Regions from separate parts of the Oryctolagus cuniculus genome. Here region 2 is linked to region 1. Evidence: chromatin contacts called from public Hi-C data. All regions are on one chromosome and are shown on one strand. Each heading gives the region's core, a stretch centred on a gene start, on an enhancer-like site or on the middle of the called end of the contact. The rest is flanking DNA. Distances are from core to core; before and after follow the strand shown.

Region 1 (4,601 bases), core at 1,578-4,077:
AAGTCTTTGAACGTTTCTTGGAAATGTATATTCTGAAAAAACTAAGCATGGACTTCAAAAATTTTTGAACCAAAATAACATCTTTTAATTTTACTTTCCATGAACTTTATAAAATAATTGCAGACATTCCTAGTTTGCTCAAATCTGCCACAGTAAGCTTGTATTTCTTGATACAATACTTAAAGGTGTTGGATTACTTTGGAAACTAGTGTGAAATCAACTCCATTGCTCATCTTCAGCATGCACTTCATCTTTCTGCCTATCATATTTCTCCAGTAAATATGTAAAATAATAATAATTATACCTTCTCTTGGTATGGGAGTAGGAGAGGACCTGTGTAAAACTTGAAGCCCTGTTCTTTATACTAACAAAATTTATCTGTATAGGTGAACCATCACTATGTAATAAAGCATGTTAAAAGTTAGTAGTTTAAAACAACCACCATTTATGATTTGTATAGTGGTGGCTTTGCTGGGGGTCAGCTGGTTGGGCTTCTCTGCCAAGTTCAGCTCTGCTCCGCACATACTCAAAGGTTCTCTAGACCAGTGGTCATTTGTGGTAGCTTGGCTTTTAAGTTGGCCAAACAACATCAGACCCTCCCAAATTCTCCAGCACCAGATTATTTTCCTCAACTAAAAAGGAATTGAAGATGTTTCTGTATCAAGAGCTGTAGCATCAGACAGGTGATTAAGGGAGATTCTTGAAGAAGTTTAAGGCTCTCTCAACCCAAATTCTAAGCACATTTGACAGAGAATAAAATGAATCTCCCTGAAACCAAGGCGAATCCCTAAGATCAACCTCTTTTCCTTCCAGGAAAAACACTTTGCTTTTAACAGAGCCTCACCAAGGAGAGCTTGTTTGACTTTTAGTCATTTGCTTGTGTGTGGTTATTACTATTTATTTAGCCCTCCTTGGCTTTACCGCTCACTTTCAAATGCCCAAATCTGTGGTGAGTGGTTGTCTACGCCGTGTAAATCCAAGGCGCTCTGCCTGTTGTTTCCTTACTTCCTGTACTTGCCTCTTCCTGTCTAGATGGTGCATTTTTCATCTGAAGGCAGGCCCTGACTTGGTAAGATCAGTGCTCAGACACAAGTCACAAAGAATTATTTCTCACTCCTCATAACTATTTTCTTCATCTGAAATATACCAGACAAGAAATTTTATTGAAGTCCACAAGCATTAAAAAAAAAACCTTTTGTTAAATAAAGTCAGGAAATACCAAATGGGATTTTAAAATACCCACAGGCAATAAAAAGCAAAAATAGACAAATAAGATGACATCAAGCTAAGAAGCTTCTGTACAGTGAAGGAAACAATGAACAAAGTGAAGAGTCAGCCAATAGAATGTGAGAAAGTATTGGCAAAGTGTGCATCTGGTAAAGGATTAATATCCAGAGTATATAAGGAGCACAAGAAACTCAACAACAACAAAACCAACAACCCAGTTTGGAAATGGGCAAAGGAAATGAATAGATTTTTTTCTGAAGAAATTTAAATTGCTGACAGATAGGAACATGCTCAGGACCACTAGCCATCAGAGAAACAAAAATAAAAACCAAAATGAGGGATCATCTCACTCGAGTTAAAATGAATATTGTCCAAGATTCAAAAAACAATAAATGCTAGCAAGGTTGTGAAGAATGCAATATTGGTACGAATGTCAATTAATGCAACCATATGGAAACCAGTATAGAGATTCCCCAAAAAACTAAAAAGGAATCTACCATATGACTCAATTATTCCACTTCTGGGAATATATCCAAAGGAAATGAAGTCACTATTTGAAAAATGGAATAATATTCAGCCATAAAAAAAACTAAATTCTGACATTTGCATCAAAATAGATGGAAATGGAGATCTTTGTCCTCAGTGAAATAAACCAGAGAAAGACAAATATCACATGTTTTCTCTTTATATATGAAAGTTAATATAGAAAGCATAAAAGATGTCATATTGTTTCATATGTAGATGGTTAAAAATAATGTCCTCACCAAATTGTATCATCTACATGACAATATCCCCTTTCCACACTCTGATCATTGTCCTGAATTCCACATTTTGTAATATCCCCCATTTTTTGTTTTCATGAAAAACAGTACTTGTGTATGTATTTAATATCAACATCTGAAGTGGCAAAATGTTTTTCAAATGTTAAATATTCATAATAAAAACAAGAAGGAAGAAAAATATCTTGGGGTCATTTCAACTGAACTTGGAAGAGAAAGAAGGGTGGGAGTGCTGAGGGTTGGGCAGGTGGGGAGGGAAGAATCACTAAATTCCTAAATTTTTATTTATGAAAGCATGAACTTTGTCTACCTTAAATATATGGTTAAAAGGTAAAAAAAAAAAAAAATAAAAATAAAAGACTGAAACAAAGCAATTGTAATATGTTAATGAAAACATGTTCAATTAAGAGTCAGCTAGGAGTTGGAGGACCAACAAGGCCAGCAAAATCAATTAAAGAGTAAGTGGCCATTGGGGCAAACATCTAGCCATTAAGTTCTCCATGAACTCTAACCCAGATGCTGCTAACAGGTGATTTAACCTGCTTAGGGCCCTTTCAATGACCAAGAACATGTAGCTTAGACAGGTTGCGTTACTTGCAATCAATAATTTTAGAGTCCCAATAATCAGTTTTGTCCCCCTGAACCCAGCTTAAGTAAGCAGAGGGAGCTGGAGTGGAAAGGCCCCTTTAGCTGCTCACATTTCCTCCCAGATGGCTGCTCGCCCCTCCCTCGCATATTTGCACAGCCCCTCGGTCTGCACACACCACCTGCTCTCAAAGACCACGTGCAGCCATTTCATCTCAAGAGTTAAGATGTCATCAATCACCTGGGGCTGACAGACACCGACAGCGTCTACACCCAGCCCGAGATTCCAGTGCAGCTGAGCACCCGGGACATTCCCAGGTCACCAACGGTGAGGGCACAGAGCAGGCCGGCCCTGGAGAGGAGCCGCCTAGCAGTCCTGCTTTTGATCTGTGGCTGCCTGCCTCATCTGCTTACATTCTTGTTTTAATTCGATGAGGCAGGCGGTTGAAAAGCATGCCATTTCAGGAAGATATAAAAAGGCCTGGGGCAAATAAGCATCAACAGGGCTTCTGCCTTCAGCCTTTCTTGAAATGTCTCACATGGTGTCCTGGTATCACGACAAAGCAGGACAGCACGCTTGGGGGACCGTATCAGTCAGCCGCGACATTCTCTGAGAAGGTTACAGCAACTCTCGTATTTTTAGAACAGGCTGACTAATAAACACGGAAGAGATAAGGCAACGTGATAATGAGCCCACAGATTTTCAAATCATCAAAGGAATTTTTTAAAACTGTAAGCCAAATATCTACCTTCAATTAAAAGATACTGAGGGAATACGAAAGCAAGAAAAATCTATTTTGCCCTAGAATGGGTCTCCAGAGATGTCAGGCCAATTTTTTTCCTTAATCTGAGCATTGATTAATGACTTGGGAAAAGGGGCTGTGTAGGGAGTTAGAGACACATAACTTTATTTCCCGCTGGGAGTGGAAAGTGCCAGAAGACAGAAAGCCTCCTGAGTAATTAGAATTGGAAGATTAGGAGGAGAGAAAATGAACTTAATTTAAGGACTCTTAGAGGAGAGATGGGGTCCCGTAAAGTGACGCCCTCAGAGAGGGGAGAATGATAACCAGCTGTTGTCACCGAGGGCGGCCTGTGTGCCAGGAATTCCTGAGTCCATGCTAACCTGCGGCGCAGGCACTACACCCATTCCATCAATTCTAAAGCACGCTTACACCCCCCCACACAGACCCTGGACATGACATTTTAACACAGCACTGATGTCACTTTACAGTCACCGTGGGCTGACGGGCAGACATGACGCGGCTCTGCCAGTGTCTAGAATGTGTGCACTGATATTTCTGTCAATCCGTTCACTCGTGCACATCAGCGGCACCGCGTGGTCCGAGTCTCCCTGTGCTTCCAGAACCTTTCACACCCTGATCCACACTACTGCCGACTGTACAAGCATAAAACCGAGCAGAGAGGCAGGTGTAAAATTGCTATTCATAAAGCCAATATTCATCCTAGAGGGGAAGAAAAAGCCCATCTTTTCTACCAAAGCAACAACCAAATGCGTTATGGGGCTCTGAGAAATTAAGCTATCAACAAATATATGCTGTTATATTTCATTTTCATTGCTGAGAGTTTTGTAAGCTAATTGCCCACTTTGTGACAAGCCATGCAAGTAAGGGCAAAGATCACTGAAACCCCAGGAATAGACTGATGGCATTTCCAACTCAGAGAGCCAGATCCTACTGACGTGTATATGACCGGCAGTGTTGTTTTGTCTCTTCTTACTGGTCCATGAATAATTGTGCATCTCTTGATGACAGATTCAATTAATGAGGATATGGCCACATCTTCTGAAGAGGAGACAAGGGCTTTTCTTTTAGAAAAAGACTTTTCTTTTCTTTTGGATTACTTTTTTCATAGTCCACAGAAAGTGAGATTTTAGAAATATCAGTTAGGGACCGGCTCTGTGGTGTAGTAGGTTAAGTCCCTGCCTGCAGTGCCAGTTCCCATATGGGCGCCAGGTTGAGTCCTGGCCACTCCACTTCTGATCCAGCTCCC
Region 2 (4,711 bases), core at 296-2,795, 540 kb before region 1:
TGGCATAATGTCTTCAAGGGTCATCTATGTTGCAGCATGCATCAGAATTTCATTATTTTAGTGGCTGAATAATATCTCATTGAATGTAGTTATCATATTTTATCTATTCCTTTGTTGAATACTTGGGCTGTTTTCACTTTGGGGCTGTTACTAATGTAATACAAACATCTGAGTCCTTGCTTTCAGTATTTGTGGGCTATACCTAGCTGTAGACTTGCTGGAGCCACAGTGCACCATTTTACATTCCTACCAGCATCCAGTATTATGCTTAAGCATGCCAGGATTGTGTGTGTGTGTTTAATCAAACTTAGACTGGGAATAAGGAGCAAAACTTGGAGTCTTGCCAGAGTTTGTTGACAAATTGCTGGCATCAACACTGTTAAATATATCACCCCCTGGACTACAGCAATGTTTCTCAATGTACACAGCTGAGACTCCCATAGCAATCGTGTACGGAGCTTGTTAATCCGTAGAACCGTGGATCCCACCCTATTTACGAGCATGTTGCTTCAGCATCTCTGCGAATTGAGCCGCTAAATCAACATTACACATGCTAAAATATTAGCCATATCAATCTAGATGGTTGAGTCCTTGAAGGCAGGAAAAACATTTCAATCATCTTTATATCCCTCAGGGCCAAACATACAGGAGAAATTCAACAATCATATACTTGAATTAAAGTAACACTGCAATCTAAAGCTATTTCTTACCCGTTAAATTGTTATCTGCAGAACTTATTAAAGCTAAATGCAATCTCTAGACAACTAGAGAACCTGTAATTAAGGTGGTAGTATACCTCTCATTTACATAGAACGTGTATCTTACCAGCTGTGGCCTATCCCATTTTACATTGCCAAGAAACTTTATTGTGTATGTAATTTCAGGATTAAAAAAAAAAAAAACAAGATATTTTTAGAATTGAAAAAGCGGTCTCTGCATGACTTCTAAGATCAGGATCTAAGAATCAAGTTTATCATTTGGGAACATTATAACTCTTCCAACTTCTACAGTGTTACTGAACCAGAAATGATACTATGTGCATTGAAACCCTGTTGTATAAATAGTTACAGTTACCATTTGAGCTAATACGTTAAAACATGTTTCCAAGTCTTCCTAAAGATTTTAAATGCGCTGCTGGTAAATGCATTCCTGGAAAGCATACGCAAAGAAGCAGATAAAGAAACATACAGCCCAAAAGGTTAAGGAGATGCGGTTTATTCGTCCATTCATCTCCAGTGTGCAGCATTATTATCATGCGGGGCACTGTTTGGTAAAGAGATTAAACAAATTCAAATCTGTCCTCCAGGATTTTAGTTCCTTTGAATGTATTGAGAAGTAGCCAGCTGTTCCTCTTCACATCAAAACTCCACCGCCCTACGCCACGCCCCCTCTCCCGTGATAAATTACCGGGGACAAACTTGAAACCAACGAGCGCTGGCTCTTTAACATGTAATAGAACTCCGATTGCATCGATCACAGGCCTACAATGCCCTCGCTCCCCACTTCCTTCTCTTTCCAGGCGTCAAACCGAAAGGGAACGCCAGCATTAGTAAACAGTGGCTTAGGTGTACCGTCGCACTTGGCCCCGGAGCGTCCCGCGCAGTCGCTGGCAGCGACCCCTCCGCCCCCGACCCCCGCTCCGGCCTCGGAGTCTCGAGGCTCGGCTGGCCATGCCTGGAGCGCGGGGTTTGACTGGGCCGCCGTTGTTGTAGTGACCGGGAGGTGCTGCCGCTCCGAGCAGACGGTTCCGGGCGCCTCGCGGTTCCCCTTTTCACCCTCTCCCCTTCCCTCCTCCCTCCCGCCCCCGTTTCCCCCCGCCCGCAGGAGCCCGGCGCCCACCGTTCCCCCATGGCCTCCTCCCCGGTAAGGACGGGCTGTGGGGGGCCCTGGCCGGGGCTGGTCCCGCGGGTTGGGGGGCCGGGGCAGGGTCGCGGCGGCACCTGGAGGAGATGGAAGCAGGTGTCGGCAGCGGGGTCCTGAGGTGCTGCCCCCCGCCCCTGGCCTGGGGGGCGTCCGCCTCTCCCACTGTGAACCGGGCGGCCGGAGCGCCAAGCCCGTGTCGGGCTCCGCGACGCTCCTCTGCGCGTCCCAGAACTCGAGAAGGAGCGTAAGCGACCCCATGACCCCCAGAATTCTCTGAGGGGCTCCGTGGAGCGCCTGCGTCAGAATCACCTGGGACTTTTTTTTTTTTTTTTTTTTTTTTTTTTTTTTTTTAAGAAAAGTGCAAAAGCCCGGGCGCCTCCTTGCACCTGCGGACTGGAGCCGCGGCGCCTGGGAACGTGCATTTCAGATGAGCCCAACCCCACCTCAGGTCGTCCCTTAGAGGCGCCTGCTTCTGGGAAGCGGGATTGCACGATTTTCCCGGCGCTGCGGGACGAGCTGGCGCCCGGCGTCTCCCCGCGGGGCGCTGCTGCCGCCCCGCAACCCCAAGCCCGCGATGGGGGCAGGTTCCTGGCGTTGCGGCTGTGTGGACCGTCGACCCCCAGCCGCTGCACGCGGGGTCCACATCTGGTTTGAACCGTCGACAACTTTCCTTCGCAGGAGGACCCCGTTCTGGAGCGTTACTTTAAAGGCCACAAAGCGGCGATCACCTCCGTGGGCTTCAGCCCTAACGGCAAACAACTTGGTAGGTGTCACTGTTTTTATCTTGTGTAAGGAGACAGAAGCTCAGGTGGCCGGAGACCTTTCCTCCTGTCCCGGGCTCCCACGAGAGCCTCGGAGGTCCTCATCGGGGTGGGGGGTGGAGGGCGGCGGTGCCCGGCCGGGCCACCCGGCCCCCGGCCCCCGGCCCCGGCCCCGACCCAGACCCAGAGCCGCCCACCGGCGCGGGCTTGGCGGGCGCCTTTCGCCAAGTAACCGCCAGGAGGAGTGAGTAGGAAGGGGAGGGGTTTGTCCTCGGCCCGCGGAGGGTGGGGTGTTGGCTGGAGAGTTTGTGAAAAGTTCTGCGAAGAGCAGCAGGAAGTGGGCAGAGCGCGTCCGAGGGGGATCTCAGGTGCCCTCCGGGGAGCCCGAGGGGCTGTGAGGAGCTGCCGAAGAGCCGAGCGCCTGCCTGAAGGCAGGGACCTGCCGGGAAGTTCACCTTCCAGGCTGCCCCTGCGAGGTGGCGAGGTGGCGGCCGCTGAGCCCCAGCCATGAGGATCCGGATGGCCGTGCGGTGGACCTGGGCAGGCAAGAGCTGCCTGCTGCTGGCGCTCTTAACGGCGGCCTATATCCTCGTGGAGCTCTCGGTCTCGGCTTTCCAGTCGTCCCCCAGTGCCGGCCATGCCAGGGAGGGGCGGACGTCCAGGCGATTCGCAGATCTGGAGAGAAACGCCGAGGATTTGTCGCGCCCGCTGTATGAGAAGCCCCCGGCAGATTCCCAAGCCCTCGGGGAGTGGGGGAAAGCCAGCAAGCTGCAGCTCAGCGAGGGGGAACTGAAGCAGCAAGAAGAGCTCATTGAGAGATATGCCATCAATATTTACCTCAGTGACAGGATTTCTCTGCACCGCCACATAGAGGATAAAAGAATGTATGAGTGTAAGTCCAAGACGTTCAACTACAGGAGACTGCCCACCACCTCTGTCATCATCGCCTTCTATAACGAAGCCTGGTCCACCTTGCTCCGCACCATCCACAGTGTTCTCGAAACTTCTCCCGCAGTCCTGCTCAAGGAGATCATCCTGGTCGATGACTTGAGTGACAGAGCTTATTTGAAGACCCAACTTGAAACTTACATCAGCAATCTTGATAGGGTCCGCCTGATTAGGACCAAAAAACGGGAGGGACTGGTGAGGGCCCGCCTCATCGGGGCCACTTTTGCCACTGGGGATGTCCTCACTTTCCTGGATTGCCACTGTGAGTGTAATTCTGGTTGGCTGGAGCCGCTTCTGGAGAGGATCGAGAGAGATGAAACAGCCGTTGTTTGTCCTGTGATAGACACCATCGATTGGAATACCTTTGAATTCTATATGCAGACTGGGGAGCCCATGATTGGTGGGTTTGACTGGCGTTTAACGTTTCAGTGGCATTCTGTCCCCAAACATGAAAGGGACAGGCGGAAATCCAGAATTGACCCCATCAGATCTCCAACCATGGCTGGAGGGCTGTTTGCTGTGAGCAAAAAATATTTTCAGTACCTTGGAACATATGACACTGGGATGGAAGTGTGGGGTGGTGAAAACCTGGAACTGTCTTTCAGGGTATGGCAGTGTGGGGGTAAACTGGAGATCCACCCGTGTTCTCACGTGGGCCATGTGTTCCCCAAGCGGGCCCCTTACGCGCGCCCCAACTTCCTGCAGAATACTGCTCGTGCAGCTGAAGTGTGGATGGACGACTACAAAGAGCATTTCTACAACCGAAACCCTCCGGCAAGAAAAGAAGATTACGGTGATATTTCTGAGAGAAAACTGCTGCGAGAGCGGCTGAAATGCAAGAGCTTCGACTGGTATTTGAAAAACGTGTTTTCTAGTTTACACGTCCCAGAGGATAGGCCAGGCTGGCATGGTGCTATCCGCAGTAAGGGGATCTCTTCTGAATGCTTAGATTACAATTCTCCGGATAACAACCCCACGGGTGCTAACCTTTCGCTGTTCGGGTGCCATGGCCAAGGAGGGAATCAATTCTTTGAGTATACTTCAAACAAAGAAATACGGTTTAATTCTGTGACGGAGTTGTGTGCTGAGGTCCCTGAGAAAAAAAATCATGTAGGAATGCAGAATTGTCCTAAGGATGG

What was found. A called contact is a pair of places that touch in the nucleus more often than the background predicts.
Region 2: a contact with region 1 is called in a Hi-C map of embryonic fibroblasts, with 4 times the contacts expected there. The contact joins the promoter of POC1B here to the enhancer-like site in region 1. A contact is called at or near these places in 4 of 6 Hi-C or Micro-C datasets (embryonic fibroblasts, psoas muscle, skin fibroblasts and 1 more).

The regions. Positions count from the first base shown.
Region 1 is chr11:91,641,862-91,646,462 of mOryCun1.1, reverse strand. No RefSeq gene overlaps it. Among named protein-coding and RNA genes, the nearest start is that of DUSP6, 360 kb to the left of the region's middle. Within about 2 kb of position 2,827, at least 1 of the 8 cell types and tissues checked has an H3K27ac peak or open chromatin away from gene starts, as enhancers often do.
Region 2 is chr11:92,177,494-92,182,204 of mOryCun1.1, reverse strand. It overlaps POC1B (POC1 centriolar protein B), which reads left to right and starts at 1,545. Exons shown (of 12, transcript XM_017342011.3): 1 at 1,545-1,863; 2 at 2,542-2,626. The coding sequence starts at 1,849. GALNT4 (polypeptide N-acetylgalactosaminyltransferase 4) reads left to right here and starts at 2,907. Exons shown (of 1, transcript XM_008256873.4): 1 at 2,907-4,711. The coding sequence starts at 3,132.